Regions from separate parts of the Bicyclus anynana genome. Here region 1 is linked to region 2. The links are chromatin contacts, called in public Hi-C maps. All regions are on one chromosome and are shown on one strand. The core of a region is the stretch at or near the end of the contact, and the rest is flanking DNA. Distances in the headings are between cores, read along the strand shown. Region 1 holds the start of LOC112058263 (dedicator of cytokinesis protein 9). Region 2 holds the start of LOC112058243 (polycomb group protein Psc).

The links. Hi-C and Micro-C count contacts between places; a contact is called where the count stands out from the background.
Region 1: a contact with region 2 is called in a Hi-C map of whole body, with 5 times the contacts expected there. The contact joins the promoter of LOC112058263 here to the promoter of LOC112058243 in region 2. A contact is called at or near these places in 2 of 2 Hi-C or Micro-C datasets (whole body and whole larva).

What each region holds. Positions count from the first base shown.
Region 1 is chr3:13,181,088-13,187,828 of ilBicAnyn1.1, forward strand. It overlaps LOC112058263 (dedicator of cytokinesis protein 9), which reads left to right and starts at 2,720. Exons shown (of 34, transcript XM_024098973.2): 1 at 2,720-2,936; 2 at 4,609-4,728; 3 at 5,774-5,946. The coding sequence starts at 2,889. It overlaps LOC112058262 (muscle, skeletal receptor tyrosine protein kinase), which reads left to right. Exons shown (of 9, transcript XM_052891078.1): 9 at 1-774.
Region 2 is chr3:12,967,094-12,973,621 of ilBicAnyn1.1, forward strand. It overlaps LOC112058243 (polycomb group protein Psc), which reads left to right and starts at 5,106. Exons shown (of 8, transcript XM_052891321.1): 1 at 5,106-6,528. The coding sequence starts at 5,416. LOC112058244 (a long non-coding RNA gene) reads right to left here and starts at 4,525. Exons shown (of 3, transcript XR_002887763.2): 1 at 4,039-4,525; 2 at 3,886-3,954; 3 at 1,982-2,056. LOC112058241 (dnaJ homolog subfamily C member 7) reads left to right here. Exons shown (of 8, transcript XM_024098948.2): 8 at 1-217.

The sequences.
Region 1 (6,741 bases), core at 1,470-3,969, 210 kb after region 2:
TGTAAGTAGCACAAATAAATATTCTTATGATATAATAATGAATAATTTAAAATTATTATTGTAAATATGTATTTCTTTAGTTTGTTAGTTGATAAGTTTTATAATAACCGTCATATTATATTTATTATTTATTTATCCTTGTCTTAAATTTTTCAAAGTTCATTTTCTTGCTAACTCTTAGCAATCACTAGAAAACCGGTCCCACTGTTTTTTTTATTTACCATACAAGTTAACATTTAATGTGATGAACTGTACACTTATTGTTTTGATTTTAACATTATAAATTTTTACCACAAAATAGGGAAAAATTTAACAGCCTCATGTACTAGCAACATTACGCGAGTGAGAAGTGCGACGAGTACTGGCTGTTGTGTACAATTTTTGGACACACTGCGCGCTATATAATGACATCTAAACGTGGCTTCTGGTGTTTTTCTGTATTCTGAGCTAATATCTATTTAAATAAAATGTATGAAACTATCAATTAAAATAATAATTATATGAATTGAAAATTATGAAATGTTGATAAGAAATTTTGTGCTTCAAACGAAATGGTAACTACATAATATTTTACTCGTAGCTAATTCAACATAATTATTAATTTTTGATTTATATTGATAGTCACTGATTAGGACAAAGCTTATATATCTACCTACTTAAATAAATGGTAATTTTTTTTATAAAACATTTATAGAATACTTATTATTAAAATCCAACAGACTCCGTTTTTGAAGACAAACAAGATTAAAATGTATTAAATTTGTTATCAAAGTGCATTTTGTTTTATTTACCAGAACACTCAACCAAATTGAATTTACTGCCTAACAGTACCTACAGTCAAACTAGTAGATACACTTAATATTATAAAGAGGATCTTTGAATCCTTTTGAATCTACTGAACCGTGAGTGTATAAGCTATAGAGTCAATGATAATGTTAGTATAAAATATCGTTGTATAGCATTAATCACAAATAACATCGTATTCTCAAGAGAACAGGAACTACGCGAGTGGAACCACAGATCACTATAGACTAGAAAAGTGGAACCGCGTGGCGTCAGCTGGCATATATTATAAGTAGATTTAAGATGGCCGGACACTTAATTTAGAATTATGTAAAAATACGCTATGCTTTTTTAATTACTTAATATTTTATTTCCATTTAATATTTACATAATTCAATTCGTTAATGATTCAAATTTCAAATACAATCATAGAGTAGTATATGAATACAATACAACATCCACAGATTAATAGGACAATATCTTAATAAATAGTGTATTATCTATAACAACCGCAGATAAAAAAAAATACAAAAAATCATCTGTGGTTCCAATTTACCGTAGACAGAGAAAGTAATAGACGTATTGTTAACTTTGCAGAGAAACGAAAAGCGATTCGATATTCGGTGTAGGTGTTCTACCTAAAGCGTGACAGAAATGTATTGCTAAAAAATTATTAGTTTAGTGTAATTAGTTTGCATAGAGTACCAGGGGTGTAGCTACCGCCGTATCAGCCGTATACATTATACGGGGTTCTCGGACTACAGGGGCCCCTTACGCGTGAATGCAAAATTAGTAAAATGTAGGTAAGCCACAATCTCTTTTTTGCCTGGTGAAGTGTGTGCCCAAAAGTTGGAAACATCCCACTTATAGGTGATTCTACGAGAGCTTTCCTTTCTTGTAAACAAAGGGGTCATTTACGACATTTCAGTTTTGGGATCAAAATTTTCACTGTTTTATAAAACAAGTCACTCACATAGACCTTATTTGTTATAGTATACCATTTGAACTTTATAATATACACAATAGTAACTCAATTTAAGCCGTTAAATAATAGTAGAAACAAGATAAGTAGTAGTAGAAACAAGATTGTAAAATAAAAACACAGACAAATAATCAAAGTTCATTAGTGCTTGAACTGAAAAGTGAACCATAGAGTGAACAATATAACCAGTAAAATATAACCAGTAAAATTACCTACTTATGTTAAAAGATTTTTGATTGACTTTATAATTAATCTTATTTATTTACATCTTTGTTTTTTACGTATTTATTAGTTATGGTAGGTATAGTATAGTATAGTTATTATTGATACACCACAAGGATATAAACACTCACAAATAAGGTGGCTATTTATTAAAAAAATATTTTTAAAATTAGTTCAGTAGATCCCAATATTACCCCCTACAACCTCACAAACTTTACCTCTATTTAATATTAACATAGAATTTATTCATTCAATCGTCATTCACAACTGATAGATCAGTGTTTCACATCACTATAGGTACAGTGACAAATATCGAACGCCATTATTGTTATGCACTTTGGAAAGTTCATTTGAAACCGAGTTTACGTACGTAAATACTCATACGTTAAGCCACTGTCATATTTTTTTTGGGCGAGCATTTTCGTTTTTTTAAGCGAAATCTTTACCCTTCCTTTGGGCCCCCCCAACTAATTTTGATACCGGCCCCCTATGGCTTTTGTGTATCTCTGTCTTTTAATTCTTTAGCCGTTTGAGGTCTTGAATATTGAACCAATAATAAACACCGATTAATATAATCGATTATGGTACATCACTAATAATTATTTTAATCTATAATTCTCATATTTATTCTGTTTCAATCTCTTTACTCTATGTTTTTCCAAGTTAGGATTGACAGGTCACACTAGCTGCATTATGTCAAATCTTTCTAGTCTATACCTATAGTGATCTGTGGTCAAATCTGTCAAGTCAAATCGTTATTCGTTTTCGTAGGTTCGGTTTTCGGTGTTTTATGTTTTAGACACATTAAATCTAAATAAAAATATGAAAATAATTTTGCAATATTAGCTACGATTTTTAAAGATATTCATTCACGAAGATGGCGCATTGTGCATAATTCAGAATGCCTCCAGTGATTTCTAGGACTAAGAAGAATGGCGCTGAGTACGAGGTAAATATTTGTGCTAAAAACAGCAAGATTATGGATTTCAAAGCTTTCTATTTACAATGAAAAGTTGCCGTTAAGTACACATTCATTCTTGACCCTTTCGACTGTGAGTGAGTGAGTGACACTCACGATAATATAATATTTACAGAGTGTTAGAGGTTTTGTACTAAACAGTGAAACACATTCTCCATAATGTAAAACTCTTACAGTATTATGTTTGTATTACACGAGAACATTAAAAATTATTTGATATAAGTAAATATTTAAAATGTACTTATTTATCATGAACTTTTATTTAGTAGCCAAACAAGAATAATAAATTATTACCATCACAAACCACATCACACGAAAATATGCTATTGAATAATAAAGTGCACCATTTAGTATTTACTCTTAAATATTCCTCTCTATATTTGCTAGCTAGCGGATTAGCGGACGCTCGCGACTTTGTCCTCCCTCAGACCTCAATAAGCTAACTCTCTTACCAAATCTGTTCTTAGCGGACATTTACTCCCTATAATCTACCTCCCTGCCAAATTTCTTGATGATAAAACCTTTTATTTTTATATATTTACCAACTTTGGTTAATTTTGTTCATCCTATGGGACTGTAAATTTAGTAGGGAATATCTAAAACCCAATTAATTACATGCAAAAAAGTACACCTCTTGAAATATCTGATTAGAAATATATTGGTGAAATCCTTATCTGTATTGTTTGAAGTCAGTAGCTTGCCCCTCATTCATGCAAAATGCACTGCCTACCCTGGCAATTCAATAAGAACATTGTATTTAATAAAGAATTTTCTATTTTGTACCATTGGTATTTTGGTTAAAAACCTTGTGCATAATACTGGATCAAATTAATCTTACTGTAGCATTACTTTCATTAGACATATAAAAGTATTTTGTAAATTGTACAATGTACATAGGTATCATATTATATCTGTGGCTAACCAGTCATGAAATTAACTAAACACTAATACCTATAATACTGTTTACATAACATATCCATTGTGTGCTCTTTCAAAAACAAAGTAAGACACAATATTATTCTACTGAAACCCTGTTTATACTTGATGCCTTAAATAAAATAGTAATTTAATTTAGTATGGACTATCAGATGTACAAAATTCATTTTCTGTATGTCTGTATTTGCAATACTTTAAAAGAAAAACTTTGTCCTCAGTGTTGCACATGTATCTTAATATATGAATTTGTAAGGTTCGTTCATCACAAAACCTCGAAAACCGCTTGATACAAAGATGAAATTTGGCAGAGAGGTAGATACTAACTATAGAGTTAGTAGGTATCAGCTAAGAACAGATTTTGCAATAGGGCCGGATTAAAAAGGTTAAGGGGAAAACAGAAAAAATGTTATCAAATATTGAATGACAATCTTGTCAGATATTTAATGACTGAACTATAAAGAAAATGTGCTGTGTGTGTGGCTATTTTCCTTACAACCCTGCTGTTTCTATTTATAATGAAAAAAAAAACTGGCATTTATGCTGTGTCTATGGAAATATTGGGGAAAATGTAGCCTATTTGTGCCTTAATTCATCAAAATCTTTTCAGCGGATCTGGAATAACCTAACCAGAATTTGTTTTATTTAAAAAATTAAAGTTACAATTAGAAAAAGTTTTTAAATTACTAAGATTAATATTTTATTTCAGAATGTACTCAGCAACAAAAGCAATGTGCTTGATTTTGAAAAATATATTCAAGAGAACAAAACATTGCTACTTAATGATCCACTAAGAGATATTTTATTGTATCCTTCTGATGATGTGTCGGTAAGTAGTCAGTTTATATCTGAGAAATTAGGTCAAAAAATCATCTATATAAACATGACCAGCAGATGACCTGTGTTTTCACCCATATAGTTCCTGTAGGAATATGGGGATCAATTATAGCCTATTACATTAAAAACATGGCTTTCTATTGGTAAAATAATTTTCAAAATTTGTTTAGTTGATTCAGAGATTATCTGCTACAAACTGTTAAACTTTATGTCTTTATAATATTATAGTATAGATGATACTCGTTATGTTGCTATTTATTGGACAGGTAAATCCCTAGCGGTTATATTCCAATGACCTATTTGAACAAAAGCATAAAAGCAGGATATGAGTGCTTAGTCATGAATAGGAAATTTCTAAAGAGTACTGTTCCAACTTCCAACTGACACACTTCTATAAAGTATTGTTTAGTCTATTTGCCACAAGACAGTCATAGTTGTTATGTCTAAAAGTTATCTTTATTTATTCCATTAATTTAGTTGTCAAAGTATAATTTGCAAAAATAATATTATTACTTGAGTTATTTAAAAGGAAATAACATAATCTTTTTAATATACAATGGTTTCACTGTCTGTCCCAGTCACAGTCACATTAACATCTGATAGTGGTATAGAAATATTATTAATACCCTAAGCCTCCCCAATGCCTTTTCACTTTACTTTAAGCAAAATAAACTCAATTAAAATTAAGATGTGTTTACACAGATCCACATCGTACGTATCGGAAGCATTGCATCAAACAGATTGTAGTATTCTTTGTATAGAGAGTCATACAAGTACATCTGCATATCCACATCATACTGATGACTTCAAACGGATTTTCCGTTTGATGCGATGCGGATATGTGGACGCCTACGTTTTGTAGAGGCATTACAGACTTGACATTTTCCAAATTGCTAAAAATCTTAGACTTGAAATAAACTTAGATTTGTGTTGATTACTTCAGTAAACATTTTTGATTGAGTCAGTTTCATCTCATTAGAATTTTAAATAGATGTGTATATCTAAGTATTAGTCACTGAGTGACAATCTCTGTACAGAGTGTAGTGCTGCCTCGCCGGTGGAGGACAGTCACCACAGCAGTTCCTGATGTTCGGACTGCGGCAGCCTGCTCTCTACTCACGAGGCAGGCCCTATTGAGTTACGCTTCTAGTTGGAATCTTGTTCACTATAAGTACAGCAGCTATTCTGGCTCTTATCTAAACTTGCCTAGGTAAGTGTTTTCCTCATTTACATAGAATACTATAAGTGACGTAATGTATTTATTATAATTATTATTACTACATACTGTGATAAGTAAATGACACCATTCTGGCAGGCACTATTCTCATCACCTTACAAAGGTTTGTCGATGAATATAGTATATGAATGTCCTATTGGTGTTTCTAAGTCTTACTATATTTGAAATTTATAATAATATTACTTTTGCATTCAATCAATCTGTTACAGCTACAGTGTAAAAATATAATGACGTCGTATTGATGCATTGATAATTATTATTAATTATGTAAGGGCGTGTCCAAACACGCGGCAATCGCGAGATTCAGCCCTGCTGCGCGACTAGTATAGACATCCCCGAAACATTCACGCACGGTGACCGTCCCACAGCGCGACAGTCGCGCCCGGCGTGCCGCTAACGATTGCAGCGCTATGTTTGGACACGCCTTATGAATGTCAATTCAATGTTATTTATTTGTTTATTTTTAATGGTTTTCTGTTCTATTGATAGGGAAGAATATTTTATGTTTTACCTTGTTAATTTTTTTATACTTCTACAATTAACATATACATGTTGTTTGCTTCATCAAAATTCATTTAGTTAAGAAATAATAATAATAATAAATAAAAATAGAAAACAACACCTACACATTAAATATTTTTTCACGAAATACAATTTATTAATTAAATGATGACCTTTACAAAATTTATAAATCATTTTGCAAAGGTCAAAATGATATATGAATAACGCATTTACGAGTACCTAATGTGTTTGAACGATACTAATAAC
Region 2 (6,528 bases), core at 3,856-6,355:
ATTATTATTTAAGGTAAGCTGACATTGTTGTGGCTTATGGCTGCCTATAGTGAACACTGTTACATACAAAGTGTACCTATTAATAATGTAAAGAAAATGTTGAAGGATTTTTCTGCCCGCCTCTGTATGCGCGCAAGCCTTTAAAGAAATCGAAATGTCTATCAAAGATAAGTATGGGATGTTTGATAAATTGATATTAAATTCATTTTTAAGGATACACAGTTGTTTAATTTTAGTGATTTAATTAGGTACCTACGACCGACCTACAATCTACATACTACGTGCCAAACTTCCGAGCCCGTTCAGACATGGCAAAACATCGAACTGCGCAGCCATTGAGTAGAATGTATATAAATATAGGGTATGCGCAGCTACTAAACAGACTGGGATAAACATAATAATTGATTTCTGCAATACGCCTCGTGTTCAGACCAGACTTTGAAACGAAAGCGTGTCGTCGTAGAGACGGCTGAACCTTGATTTGGCAAAAAAATTGGTCGAAAGGTAGCTTAAAACCAGAATACTGCTATAGGGTAGGGTAGGCGTATGAAAATGAAGAGAATAATACAAAGCTCGATTATGTGAGGAAAGTTGCAATGAAAATACTTAGTAGAAATAAAATTTTATCTCATAGCGTTACTAGGTAGGTACATTTAGTATATAAAATATTAAATATAAATTCAGTTGGCATCAACTATCTAATTTTATTTAGTGTTTTCGGTTGTTCCAGTCTTATTTTTTTTGAATCCCATTGCTTTATCACCCGGCGGACGTTTTGATTCTGTTTTACTTCCTATTTCTTCAAACCTACAGTTGAATTTTAATATTATAACAATACAGGTAGGTATCTTGTAAGAAAGTCGTTTAATTTCATGGTAGATATACGTACATCCTACACCAATTTTCATTAATTAATAATAAAAATTGGTGTAGGATGAATAAAAATAGTTAAAGTCCGTTACAAACTTTATTTACGTCTCGGAAATTGGATAGCAAAAACTTTGCATTACGCATTTTCACGTACGGTGTGAAGACACGCAATGCAAAATTAACGCGTTAAGGAAGTAACGGCATTAAAGTTTGTATCGTACTGTGGGTTCATATCTAGTTATTTCTGATACCTACTTTTTCATTTTAAATGGTTTTTTTTTGTTCCGGCTTAGGGGGATGATAGTTGGTTTTAAAAGTCAAAACGTAGCGTTTAACAATATCCACGTTTACTGTTGTATTTTCGGGATACATGCGCTTCTTCCATGCTTCTCTCTCTTCTAACCACATTCTCTGATATTCGTACGACAAAAGCCATTCTATTTGAGTACGCCCTTCCTGGAATTACATTTTATAGCACTGTGAAGTACTCAACTTAAAAAAATACCTTAATCAGTGGTGTAACTAGTGTACGATGGGGGCTGGCAAAATACTGCAGACGATATAGTTACGCCACTAACTATAAGAGAAGTTACCATAAATTTCCATGGTTGAGGATTGTACTTGGGAAAATCTGATGATATAATATTGTGAACAGGCCTACACTGAAAAGTTTTTTCCCATTTTATTCCGGACATACGACCCATTGTATTCTATCTTTTCATAAGTAATCGATAACAACCAGGTACTTCCTGCTTTATGGAGGAAAAAAACCTTCGTTGGTTTTTGGAAGCTATGCCTTTTTATACCTGTCAATTTAGAATTCAAAATTATTTTGACATTTCTAAACATACCTACGTCAAGATAAATAATGATGTAAGTTGAATCTATTTATATTAAAAATAAATAAATTAAAAGCAAAAAACTTTTTTTAAAAAAGGTTTTAGAATATTTTTTTCTTTCTCAACCTCATTAGGTAGGTATATACAATTTTTATGTTAACAAAAACTTGTCGCAATGCTTAATTACCTATCAGTACTTAAATTGAAATTATAAAAAAGTTACCAGATCAATTTACATAATTAATTTATAGTAAAATAATAAAACAATAGAGGATTTTTGAATTTTTTATTTGATACACAAGTAAAGTAAAGATAATATTATTAATCTTCTCTCCTCACACGTGTACCTGTAAAATAAATTCACAAATTAGATTTTTGATTAAGGATTTCAAGTGCATGTTTATATTATATGACTATTTATAATAAGTTTTGTTTGCATTCAATACTTGTCTCTAGAATAACAATATTCAAAAGAGTACATACTGAGGCAATTATAATATTCCCTCCAATTCTTTACATTAATCTCATGATGAGACAACGACTGCCTCAGAGGGTTGATTTGAATATTTATAAATATAATAGCAAACAGCTGTGACTTCATCTGCCGATAGACCTCTTTAATCTGACCATCTCGCAAAATCTGGCTGACCTCTACTAACTATGAACTACCTCCCTGCCAAATTTCTACTTAGTATGCAAGCGGTTTTCAAGATATCATGATGAGTGACATTTCACATTTATATTTTAAGATAGTGATCATAGAGAATTAATTACTACAGTTATTTTAATTTGTAATTGATGGCACAAGATGTCACATTTGATGGTAAGTGGAAAACAATAGTCAATAACAAAGCCAATTTTCGCAAGGCATGCAAGGAACATAACATGCCAGTGCCATAATTGTTAAGCATCATGTGGCAGTAATTTCATTGGAAACTACATATTACCCATTACATCAAAACACAATCTTTTAAGCATGGTAATAGTATTCTGCCTTCTGAACCAGCGGTAGTCATTACAATTAGTCAACCTTGTTTCAAATGTGCTTGTAAACTTAGCCTACTTGAAATAAATGAATTTTATATTTTCTTTTAACAAGTTTTATCACACAGAGCTCAAGTAATAACAAGTGTATGTTGGTTCCAGTTTACTGATTTAATTTGCCTTCTTCAGTTAAGTCAAAGTCACAGTGTTTTTTAACATTAGATCCCTTGCATCAAACGATTTGTTTATGAGTTTTACGATTCTTTCTAACTACTTTACATTACAGATTTTCATTTTAGTAATACATAGGTAGGCATATTTCATATAAGTACAATACGAAATATGCCTACCTATGTATTTTTTATTACAAACATATCAGCTTCAGTGTCAAGAGAGTCTAGTTGATATACGTCATAATTGAACAAAGGTTATCATCATGTTATAATACAATAATTGAAGGTTAGTAGGAGTTCATTTTGGATAAGGGTTTAAGGCCCAAAATAGTATGAAACCTGATATATATCATAAGTGAAACTATTCCATTTTAGAGAATTGACCACTTACTCAGATGCTGCTAAATGGCATGAAATGATGTTACTTCTTGACAAATTTGCTAGTCAAATTTGACTTTATAGTTAGCCATGTTTATCAAACACTTTAAACAAAGCTGCAGACAATTAAATTGTGAAAAACACATTTGATTTGACAAAAAAATTGGTCACACACAGGGTCCCCCTTTCAGACCATGTTAGTTTTAAAACACAACTTTTTACTAGTTAAAAGTAATTTCAACAAGTGACAGCTGCCCGATTAAAATAGTAATAACTATATCCCCAAATTTATTAGGTACCATGATTCTAATCTACAAATAGTAATATGGCAACACGTGGGAATTAAATAATCTCTTTTAATCAATCTATTCTTTAGCTTTGGACAACTGTTGGACAAACTGTTTTCAGTTATGCCTCGATACCTATCACATGGGACTTAGCATAGCGTGGTAGGTAAATATAGGTTATGATTAATTATTTGGTAGTCGAAAAAATATAAAATTTTAAACCCCTATCTATCTATTAAAGACATTTGAGGTTTGTAACAACCGGTTTCCAAAAGAGAGGGTTTAGTTTTTAAACGAGCATAGATTCAGCAAGCATGGCTAATCAAGACGGCAGTAAATAATATGGATTTTTACCTTTTATTTAGACCTCGCACGCATCTTCCTGCGTTTACGCTTTAGCCTTCGCATACGCTTCTTACGCCACTGGAACAAAATATGATTATCTTAAATGCGGCATTTTGATATTATGATAGACAACACAACTTAATGATAATAGCACTAAAATACCTTTGCTCTCATATTTAGAGAATTTAAGCCTTACGGCTTAATATTTGTAGTAAAACGAGACTATAGTGATTAATTAAATATTTTCAGATACGGAATGATGGTTCACTCGTGCGACGTCTACTTTGAAAGAAAGAAAAATAAATGGCGGTCGCTGCCGATGACAGCTCACGGTTAGTGATGTGCGGTCTGCCTGAATGCAATAGTCCAATTCACATCGAGATATTATATTAATAAAATCGATTAGCAATCATAGTCCATTAGGCCTTTGACTGTTTAGACTATGGACCTGTTTTGCACCCAAATTCACCAACAAAAAAGTCTGTCGTTTTTTGAAGGGGACGAGGTAAACTCACACATCAAAAATATTACACAACATTAAATATATACTGTGTCCATACATTACACATAACTATATATTTGACTCGCAATACACACACGCGTAATTTTTACTATCCACAGAATGTAACACATAGAATGTTCGATTACTTGATCGATTTTTTGCTGTTCCGTCAAAAGAATCGATTATTTTAAGAAATTGTTTTTATTACGAATTAGATAAAATTATGGTAGAAAAACTTACAAATGTAACTTCATATTTTACTAAACTACAAGTTTTTGGCCGTTTTTTATGCCATTCAACTACACAAACCGGCATTTTTAAGGAGCTCTTTACACGACGAAAACGATTACAACAATGAAACATCGATTCTATAGCAACAGTTTTTATAAACGGGTTAGATCATTGAATTTTGATCTTTGCCAGAGGGGTAACGGCCAGCGAGGCAGGTCCTGTTATTAATGGTCGAAGATTTTATGCATAGTTCTCTTTGGCTTAAACCATAGAGTACATTGAATAAACAATATTTATTCTTGGCAACATGAAAAACAGCTGTTTTAACTTATATGTTCTGTGACATTGACACTTTGACTAATGCGGGCGTATTCGCGCCAAAATTGTTGTGTTTAATATTAGTTATTTAAAAGTGTGTTCTAATTTAGGTAAGTGACGTGTTTGTATTTTCTTTATATCTTCCACATATTGCAATTTACGATCAAAGTAGTCGAATAGTGAAGTTTATTCAAGTTTATAGGAATACTTTTACTAATGTACACTGCCACAGTCGGTGAGTCGGGCTCGGGCAGGGTTGCCAACATAGCGAATATCCATCATGTCGTCCGACTCCAAATCGCAAGATTTTGTACTTCGCTTAATATCGATGCGCATTTACAAACTGAAATGTTATCAATTTTAATTTAATTTGAAAATGTTTGCGATTCCTTAACTTGATACAACGATATTGTGAAATTATAGTGTTAGTCTGGGAATGTTATTTTATTTCCCCCGTTATTTGATGACGCTGGTAATGCACATTGAAAATGGTTACTTCTAACAAGCAGTCTGATAAAAAAGTCGTAAAAATGACTGAACAGAACGATAGTGCAGTGGTGCCGCAAAGAACATTGTTAGGTGAAGTGAATGAACAAATAACGTGCCCTTTGTGTCGAGGTTACTACATCGATGCCACAACCATCGTTGAGTGTTTACATTCGTTCTGCCGCAGTTGTATTATAAAGCATCTCCAGGTGAAAAGCTACTGCCCCGTTTGTGAAATGATGATCAATTCTGCAAAGCCTAATATCAAACTGGACAAAGCTCTACAAGACATTGTGTACAAACTAGTGCCTGGCCTCTTCCAAAAAGAGATGGAACGTCGTCAACAGTTTTATGCGTCTAGACCCGGCCCAGCAGCTTGTGCAACTCCAGAGCAAAGAGGTGAAGATACAGAAAGAATCATCTTTAGTCCAGAGGATGTAATCTCTTTTTCATTGGAGTTTGTGGATATGACTGATGCCGATAGCATATCCAGTAAATCATCAGACAGCAATGAACCTCCTACAGTTTCACTGACTACTCGAAGATACCTGCAGTGTCCAGCTGTTGTTAATATAAATCACCTTAAAAAGTTTTTAAGTATGAAATTTGATATTGATAGCACTCAGTTTGCTATCGACATATTATACAAAAGGGTCCCATTGCCTGATTACTATACACTTATGGATATTGCTTACATATACAATTGGAAGAGAAATGAACCAATGAGATTTTTTTACCAAATTATTGATTATGTTGCAATCCGAAATAGATTATTTGATATCAACAGAAAAGGAACTCACTTTCCAGATAGAAAATCTAGTCCCACATGCACTGAAGATACTAATGCTAACAGTCCAGCACCAAACATAAATGATCAGACATCTGAAGCCTCTTCTGGCACTGATAGTCCTATGCCTGATGATAACAACACTAAGAAAGTTAGTGACTCAATGAAGAATGACACAGTACAAAAAATGAAGGACACAAATGCTCAAGTCTCAACTGCTACTCACACACCAAGATGTTCTTCACCTCTGAAGAAGAATGATGACGAAGTAGAAAAGTCACAGTTTTTAAACTCATTTGAATTAACAGCTAAAAGTACTTCTACTACC